Linked DNA regions of Sus scrofa: all the other regions are linked to region 1. The links are chromatin contacts, called in public Hi-C maps. All regions are on one chromosome and are shown on one strand. The core of a region is the stretch at or near the end of the contact, and the rest is flanking DNA. Distances in the headings are between cores, read along the strand shown. Region 1 overlaps LOC106509892 (a long non-coding RNA gene). Region 2 overlaps OSR1 (protein odd-skipped-related 1). Region 3 overlaps OSR1 (protein odd-skipped-related 1).

The links. A called contact is a pair of places that touch in the nucleus more often than the background predicts.
Region 2: a contact with region 1 is called in a Hi-C map of omental adipose tissue, with 2.2 times the contacts expected there. A contact is called at or near these places in 7 of 47 Hi-C or Micro-C datasets (embryonic fibroblasts, fetal heart ventricle, fetal skeletal muscle and 4 more).
Region 3: a contact with region 1 is called in a Hi-C map of omental adipose tissue, with 2.2 times the contacts expected there. A contact is called at or near these places in 1 of 5 promoter capture datasets (liver), 28 of 47 Hi-C or Micro-C datasets (adipocytes, adipose tissue, alveolar macrophages and 16 more) and 1 of 2 datasets of targeted methods (skeletal muscle).

The regions. Positions count from the first base shown.
Region 1 is chr3:119,299,485-119,302,342 of Sscrofa11.1, reverse strand. The region is part of intron 3 of LOC106509892 (a long non-coding RNA gene); the gene reads left to right. Among named protein-coding and RNA genes, the nearest start is that of RDH14, 150 kb to the left of the region's middle.
Region 2 is chr3:118,393,435-118,396,292 of Sscrofa11.1, reverse strand. All of the region lies in intron 2 of OSR1 (protein odd-skipped-related 1), which reads right to left. Among named protein-coding and RNA genes, the nearest start is that of OSR1, 26 kb to the right of the region's middle.
Region 3 is chr3:118,763,487-118,766,344 of Sscrofa11.1, reverse strand. It overlaps OSR1 (protein odd-skipped-related 1), which reads right to left. Exons shown (of 7, transcript XM_021087818.1): 7 at 1,238-2,165. The coding sequence ends at 2,030. Among named protein-coding and RNA genes, the nearest start is that of OSR1, 400 kb to the right of the region's middle.

The sequences.
Region 1 (2,858 bases), core at 268-2,767:
TGGCGATGGATAAAAATCCTACCCCCTGCCTTGTGTTTGCTGTAGATTTGTAACACTTTCACGTGGTGGTATAGAAGATGCTTCTGAAGTACCCCAAGGCTTAGCACAGAATTGACACCCTGTACAGATTGTTGGTTAGGTATTTAATTGACCCTGTCATTGAAAGGAATGCATGGCCAGCAGTGAAATATAACTCAGTGTGTACTGGACTGTTTAACAAGTTTTCTATGTCTCCTGTTACCTTCAGACTGAAGTCTAAACTCCTCAGCTTTGCAGACTTTAGAATACTTCTCCATTTTCTTCTTCTTTTACTTGTCCACATAGATCTTAAGCGACTAAAAACCATGAAGTTCTTGGTCCTGGTTCTAACACGCTCTGTCAAACTCCGAAGAATATAAAATTTCATTTTAGTTGTTGAGGATTCTCTTTCTACCTTTTCTGCCTGGTCAGCATATAACCATCCTTCCTTACCTAACTTACTCATCACCTTCTCTAGGACGCCCTCCCTAAACAACTCTGGCAAACATTAGTTCTCTAACAGCACTTGGCATACATAGGAAATACAGCACTTGTTCACCTGTATTTTAATACTTGGTTGACTCTTGTCTCCCCTGTAAGATTTTGAGTTCTCTGAGATTTAAGACCCTTATCTCTAGCGATTAACACAGTGCCTGCTGAAAATACTTTTTAACTAATTAATGAAATGATAAGAGACTTCCCCTGCCTGAATATCATTCTGTTTTACATGTGTGTTGAAAAGTATCCCCGAAATGATCTCTACAGAATCAGTACAGTTACAACTCTACATTTTGAGTTGCTACAAAGCAGTGCGATTTTTTTTGTTGTTGTTCCTTGTCCACATTTGTCACTGACAGGAAGGGGGCGCCATTTGACAGCTTGTGGAGAAAGAAAATCGGCTTTTGTAACTGTTCTTTTATAGAAGGAGATGGTAGTATGATTCTAGATGAAGTTGAAATATATTTCATATTCCTCTCAGAGATGTCAATCTACTTAAACTTGACCTTCGAATTGAGCATAAGGCAAAGATCCCTTATCTAAGCTCCATTGTAAATGTGTTACAAAATCTGGGTGGATTTCTAAAAGATAACAATGTCGATAAGGAAAAAGAATAATGGTTAATAACTCCTTGTGTTATTAAATATAGTAATGCACATTATGCATGTGAATGTGTATAGGTATATGTTTGAGTACCACATGTGGAATTGAGGTGTTTCTTTGAAATAAGATTGATACCAAAGTGTATTTTTTAATGCCTCTTTCTATTCAGGATAAGCGGCAAGAGCAGAAAAAGCATTTCTCTTTCTTGTGTCACCAACAATAGCTGCTTTGTATTAAGGTTATGCCCCCCTTTCAGGGGACCTTGTGCCTGAAACAATGCAGACCCCAGAGTCCATGGAGGTCCCTTAGGACCCCAGTAGCTCTTAGATCCCAATGATCAGAATGCTAAAGCTGTCTTGTTATAGGAGGGATAGTCTTGGTAGAAGCCTCTCTGTGCGACCTGCCTGTTTCAAGCTAAGTTGCTTTAACTGCTCAGGCCCAGCCCCACAAAGCATAAATAGAGCTTGTTATTGTAAGAGGCAACCTCAAGCCACTCTGTAGTGCAGTTACATAAATAAGATGAGGACCGGCTTGGAAGGGGTGTAAATCTCTGGCTAAAATGAGAGAAGAGGGAGCCATTCGCTTTAAACACAGTTAACATGCTGACTGAGTTTCCAAATAAACTTTAATCTCTTATGACTGATTGCTAGTAATGGTTATAAAAATGAGTGTGAGAATGTGGCCAAAGAAGACGTGACCACACCTTTCCAGATTCTTCAAGGCTATCTTCATGGGCATTTTCCTGGGAGCAAGGCAGAGGCAGCTCTGGGTCCTGAGTGTAATTCAGCTCTTTCTAGACCCAAAGGGGGAACATTCCCCATCATATGGCTTCTCTTATAGCATCTCTTCCCCTTTTTGCCAGTCACAGAACCCACAGCTGAACACGATAGGTGTTCCCAGAAGACAGGTTTTTAGTCAGCCTTTTCCTGCTGCATAAGGGATGCAAAGCCATCCTGCCTTTGCCTCCGGTGTACTGCACAGGAAATCTCCAGGAAGTCAAAAGAAAATGGCTCATGTCTGAGTCCTTGCCTTGTGGGTAGTGCAACAGGAATTAGACCACTTGCATTGCCTGCACTTCTGGAACATTGTGTGAGGCAGAAAATGTTGCTAGGAGATTATAGTTGTCAGTTCTCTTATAAGAGTGACGAAGGCAGCATTTCTTTGAGGTTCTATCTTCATCTGGCTTTCTGGTTTGTTTTCACTTGAGTTAGAATTGTATTTTTCTTTAAGAACGGTCTATTCTGCTGCCAATATACACAATGCAAAATGGCAGAAATATGTTTTGTATTTGAGCTTATTTGATTTTTTTCGCTCATAATTAAACTAAACTTTTCTGCTTTAGGTTAGACCTTTACAGTAAAGATCAATGATTATGAAGTACTGCTTTTCTCCCACCTTTTTTTTTTTTTTTTTTAAGACTCTGCACATCTTAAAGTAGTTTTCAGCACTTTCAAAGAATTTGGTTCAGTTTATTTTGGGATGACTTGTATTTTTCCTCCCTCTATAATAGATAGATTTTTTTCTTTCCCCCCTCCCTTTTTGTAAGTCATATTACTAATCAAAGAAACCTCTTTTGGACAAACAAACAAAAAGCCTGTGATAATTGAAATATAAGTAGCCAGCGATGGTGTCCGGGGAAATATTTATAAATATGATACAGATTTACTCTGACACCCTCAAATGCTGGTCATCTTAGGGCACAGTAAAGAATTATGACTCAATGAACTGCATGCTGACAT
Region 2 (2,858 bases), core at 128-2,627, 910 kb after region 1:
AGGGGGACGGAGGGGAGTGCCCTCTGTGAGTGGAGAGAGAAACGAGGAGGAGGAGCTGGCGTGGGAGCAAAGCCATGCGCTCAGCCTGGGACAAGCTCCGTGTCAGTGCCTGCAGGACCGCCTGCCACGCACTGGAGGCCGGAGGCAGTGGCTCCTGTGGGCTGTAGCTCCGGCTGCGAGCTGGAGATTGGGTGGGAAAGAGGCGGTGGGTCTGGGGCTTGAGACCCTGAGCTTAGGGACTGGCTGTGCGGGGAGTGGTGAGCTGTGCCACCAAGGACCAGGGGTTCAAGGGCAGGTAAACTGTCCTGTGGTGCTGTGTGTGCCACAGGGGTGGGGAGCACAGGGGTGGAACTGAATGCCCTGGGGCTGCAGGGCTGTGAACTGCGGGCATGGGCTGGGCAGATCTGAGGCTGCGAGGCAGAGGGCAAAGAGTTGCGGGGCTGTGGGATTGTGCGCTGGGACCTTCGGCTTGGGCAGCCCAAGGACCATCCACAGTCCTGGAGGAGCCCCCTCTTTCCGCCAGGGTGGAAACTGTATCTTTGGGTCACCTGGGTAAACCCACAGGAGGCCTCCTGCTGGACGCTACCTGGGAGCGGGGACAGATGGACCTGCGGCCCACGAACTCAGGCAGCGGCAGAAGCCACCGGGCAGGGGCCTGGTGACCCCCGCAGGTGGCCAGGGAAGGCGGCTGGGCTCCTCCCCACCTCATCCCCAGTCCATGGGAGGGGGGCACAAGAATGTTGTTCTCCAAAGCCACGGGGACACTGCCTGTCAGTCCATGTAATTGAGTATTACAGTATTTAAATTACAAATTGAAGATTATTTTTACAGGTGTCATTTTAAATATAACACGAAATTTCTTGACATTACATCAGCCCCACCGCACAAACAGCTGCTCCGGGCCTGCCTGCATGTGTGAGGCACATGGCTGAGACTGGCAACGCCGGGAGAGAGAGAGTTTGTGCGTGTGTGTGTGTGTGTGTGTGTGTGTGTGTGTGTGTGTGTATGTGAAGTGGATATGAGAGTCCACGTGACTATGAGCAAGCGTGTGCGAGAGCCTGTGTGACTACGAGTGTAGCTGTGTGTGGTTAGGAACCTGTACGTGGGTGTGTAGTTGGTGCCTTCTGAGTGTGAGCGGCTGTGAACACGTGGGTCTGTGTGTGTCCGTGTGAATGAAGAAGTGGTGTGGCGGGGGAGAGGGCGGGGAGAGAACGCACGCATGCGCACTGCGGGATGCTCAGCCCCCCGCCCCGCGGCCACCCCCGGCACAGGTGACAGCCCAGAGCCTGGCCAATCTCTGTCTCCCTCTAGAGCTACCAAGAATTCTAGGGAGTAGACAAGCTCCACTCCTCGGGCGCGGAGGGGCTGCAGAGGCGCCCAAGGTGGTGCTGCAGTGCCCCCCAGTGGACACTGCCCCCACCCCATCCCCGGCTAGACCCACCAGCCCATGGTGCCCTCCCTTTGCCAGGTGACCCCCGCCCCCACTCCTCGCCCCGCCCCCGCCTCGAGTGGGCCAGGATGAGCCCGCCCTGAGGCTCCCGCGGCCCCAGAGGCAAAGATTTAGCTGAGCCTTGGTCCTGCCTCACATTCTCCAGCTGGGGCTCTCAGCCCTTCCGCCTGCAGGCCACGCACGGCCCCAATGTACCCGTCCCCTTTTCTCCCTAGCCATGCCCCCACGTCCAGGATCCACACCAGCAAGTTTCCCCTGAGTCCTCGAGCAAGGGGAGCCCCCCTCCCCAAGGCCTTTTCTCAAGGCACTTACAGGCTCTCCCCACTGGGCACAGCACAGGCAGGATGAAGCCGAGACGCTTTACAAAGTAGAAACTGCTCATTGGCTCTTAAGGAAACCAGCAGAGGTCTTGGGAGAGAGAGAAGGAGACCCAGGACCGATTTCCACCCGGTGCTCATCTACACAGCAGGGCGCTCCGCTCCTTCAGAGTGCACCACTCACATCCAGCAACTGTTCCCGGAGGCTATTCTCAGGGTGGGCAGGACGGAGCTCTCAGGAAGAGCCTGAAACCTCACGAAAGAAAAACGCCCTGGACTCCCACATTACACGGTGTTATTTGTGGCATCAGCAAGCACCCACTGGTCATCTGGCTGCTGGTGACCGGCAGCACGAAGCACCGTCCAGCCATGCGCAGGCACTGGCCCAGCCTCAGCCGGTCTCCCAAGCCAGAGGGGGCTGTGGTTGTAATGTCCCAAGGGGTGGAAAAGCAGGGCCACCCAACCACAGGGAGCAGGAGAACCCTGCGACAGCCACTGTGCCCAGACTGCCCTCTGAGAATCACCAGCTACATTTGTACAGATGGTCCCTCCTTAACAATGGTTGGATTTTTCCAGGCAGCCGGCAATCGCGAGGGTAAACAATCCTTCTGTACCCATACAACCATTTTGCTTCTCACTTTCAGCACAGTACTCAGTAAGTCACTTTGATGAGATCTTCAACACTTTATTACAAAGTTTTGATTTTGTTCAACTGGAGGCTCATGTAAGCGTTCTGAGCACGCGTAAGCTATGCTCTTTGGTGGGTTAGTGTATTAAACGCATCTTTGAGATTTATGATGCTTTCGACTATGATGTGTTTATCAGGACGTGACTCCATCATAAGTCAGGGAAGATCTATACTAGTCCTAAGCTGGGGACCCTCTGGACTCACTCCCAGAAGCTGACGCAGCCAGGTCTGAAGGCTTACTCCACCCGGAAGCCCAGACTTCTCCCTGCCCTGCCCCCTTCTCCCCAGCTCAGCTGGCACTGCTCCATTCCAACATCAACATCCAGGCTCACTTTAGGGTAAAGAAGTGTCTCTGCGCCATGGAAGAGAAACGGGACGGGGCAAAGGAGACAGTTGTCTTGAC
Region 3 (2,858 bases), core at 130-2,629, 540 kb after region 1:
GGGCAAGATCGGGCCCCGCATAGGGGCCGCGGCGGAGAGTTACTCCGGGTTGTGGGCAGGGTACAGTGAAGGGCCCCGGGCCGCCCCTCCAGGCCTGTCCAGCAGGGGGCAGCGTGGCTCCGAATGCTGCACTTCCAAGCCGTCCCGGCCAAGGCCACAGAGATAAACCGGGTTCTGGAACCGCAGAGTTCAAGCCCGCCGAGGGCGAGGAGGCATCCCCAGAGGAGGTGGGAACGGGCAGCGAAAGGCTAGAGCACTTTAACTTCCACAGCCCTAGCCGCCCTCTTTCTCAAACCAGAGGGCCCTGCCTGAGGCTGGGACTGGGGGTCGCCGTTGCAAGAAAGCTCGGCGCAGCGGTCTCCGCAGCCGCCGAGTGCCGAGCACAGAGGCTGCGCTCGGCTCGGGAAAGGCCGCGGGCGCCACCGCCTGCGCCGCCGCGCGGTCAGGATGCTGGAGCTGGGGGAGCCCCGCCCCGCCCCAAGCAGGAGAGCCCCCGGCGGCCTGGCCTCTAATTGTGGGAAAACTAGGCGCCCCAGGGATGGTTCAACTCGTGGAGGGCGGACTCAGATTTCTCCTCCTAAACTCTCCGGGCCTCCCAGGGTGCCCGCTCCCGCCCCCGCCATTCCTGACAAGGCTTTTAAAACTGCAGGGAATCTTCGCGGGCGTGGAGCCGGGCTCTGGGCTGGGGACAAGCCCAGCCAGAGAACTGTGTCAGGGGCATCGTAAAGGCGGGAGGGATGTAGGTTTGGGGCTTTGCAGAGGCAGCTGCCTATTGGGGCCCAGGGGTCTGAACCCGTCGGAGGCTGTCCGTGAGGGCCCTTCCTTCCCTCCCCGAAGTAGAATCAAGAGGCCATAGGGAGACTTTTGGTCGGCAAGGTGGGTGACATTCTGTCCCTTAGTGGACCCTAAGCGACCCCTGCACCTGGTTGAGATTTCCCAGGGCTGGAGTAGCGGCTTCTTTGTAAACTCAGAAGCTTTTGATGGGGAGATTCGAAGTGGGGAGACTGAGACCCTAAAACCGAAGTGGGGGAGAAAAGTAAAGTAAACTCGGGTGGGGTCCGAGGTAGGCCAACACCGGGAGGGAGGAGAGCTTCTGCACCCACGCCAAACCGCCGACCCCCAAAAGGGGAAGGTTCTGGAAGTGGGACAGATTGGGATGGGCAGCGAAACCCCGCTCGCCTCAAAGAAAGGGACCGCCAGTTTTCTGCGTTGGGGAGGGAAATTACCCATCCTGCAATGCCTGTAAAATAGCCGTTTATTTAATATTTTTTAAAAACTCCAGTGATAAATGTCCGTTACCGATGGTCAGCATAAAGTGCCAATCGCAATCCATCGCCCTGCTCCTGGCCCGCTGCTCGCTCGAGGTGACGGGGCGGCGGAACAGGGGAGCCGGAAGCCCGGCCCCTCCAGCCCCAGGGCCCCAGGCTCCCTCCCCGCCCTCCGAGTCCAGGAGCCCACCGCCCGCTGCGCGGCGGGAGCTGGGAGGGCGCTCCCCGGCCCCGGGATCCCGGGGCCGGCCGCCGAAGCAGATACAGGGATTACACTTTTGCAGGCTCCCGGGGGTGGGGAGGGGGGCGGGAGGAGGGGTTGGAAGCTGCGAGAGCACAGAACTTCCTTCCCACTCCCCTCGCTCTCCGCCGTCAGAGTTACAAGCTTATATGGTCAAAGAAAAAAAATAATAAAGAAAACGTATAAAATAACAATAGAAAAAGTAATACTTCTGGGAGAGGCGCCGCTGCGGCTCCGCGAAGCTTTCGTTCTTTTTTAAATGCAGTTTCCCTTCCGCCACGTGAGTACCGCCTTTTGGCCAAGAGTTTAGCCGCGTCCTGGGGGAGCCGCCCGGGCGGCCGGGGTCACGGCCCGGGGCGAGGCTCTGGAGTTCCGCGTGCGCCGGGGACCCAGGGGACACGTTTGGGACGGGGAAGGTCCAGGGAGCCCCTCCCGCTGCCCGCCAGAGTCGCCTTCGGCTTCTGTCCCTTTGGAGGAGGGGGTGGCTAGACCCAGGGTCCTGGTGCCCTGGAGGCTCTATTTAGCATTTGATCTTGGAGGTTTTGAGCTCCTTCACCTGTGAGTGTAGCGTCTTGTGGACAGCGAGAGTCCTGGACTGGCAGAATCCTTTCCCGCACTCTTGACACTTGAAAGGCTTCTCTTTGGAGTGAATATATCTAAGGGCAAAAACAGACAGAGTTAATCCTTGCAAAATGATGCAATGGTATAAACAGTTATCCAAGATCCCTTCCCACTGCAGTGAGGCGCTTGCCCTCAAAAGGAAGGAGCTTGTGGGTTCCTAGTGTGCAGCTGGCAAACGCTGAGTTTGAGGCTGCAGTAAAGAGGTGAGGGAGACACTGGGGCACCATCTGATCCATCTGAACCCAACGCAGGTCTAGCTCAGCTGAGGTACCACCTTCCCAACCAGGGGCCAGCCCCTGCCTCTTTACAAGGCCTGAGTCAATGCTGAAGGTCAGGGAGGGGACCTGAGTGGCAAACCTGCTGGGGCTGTGCTGTCCAAGAGGAGAGCCCCCAGCCACAGGTGGTTATTAAAATTAAAATTCAGCAAAGCCAAAAAGTCACTTTCTCAGTCACACTAGTTGCTCATTTCAAATGCTCAACAATCACATGTCACACACGTCCATCAGCACAGAAACGTCCATTGCACAGCGCGGAGGCTGGAGGAAGCTGTGCCTGTCTGGAGCTTAAGTCCTCTTCAGCCCCTGTTCTCCATCCCATGCTCCAGGACCCCATCCCTGAGATTTGTGTGGTTTCCTTGGAGATCTGGGGGAATCCCAGAAACTTAGCGGGTTTGAAACCAGTGGGGGGTTGTCTCATGAACCTCGCTGGGCCTTAGGGAGGAGGATGGT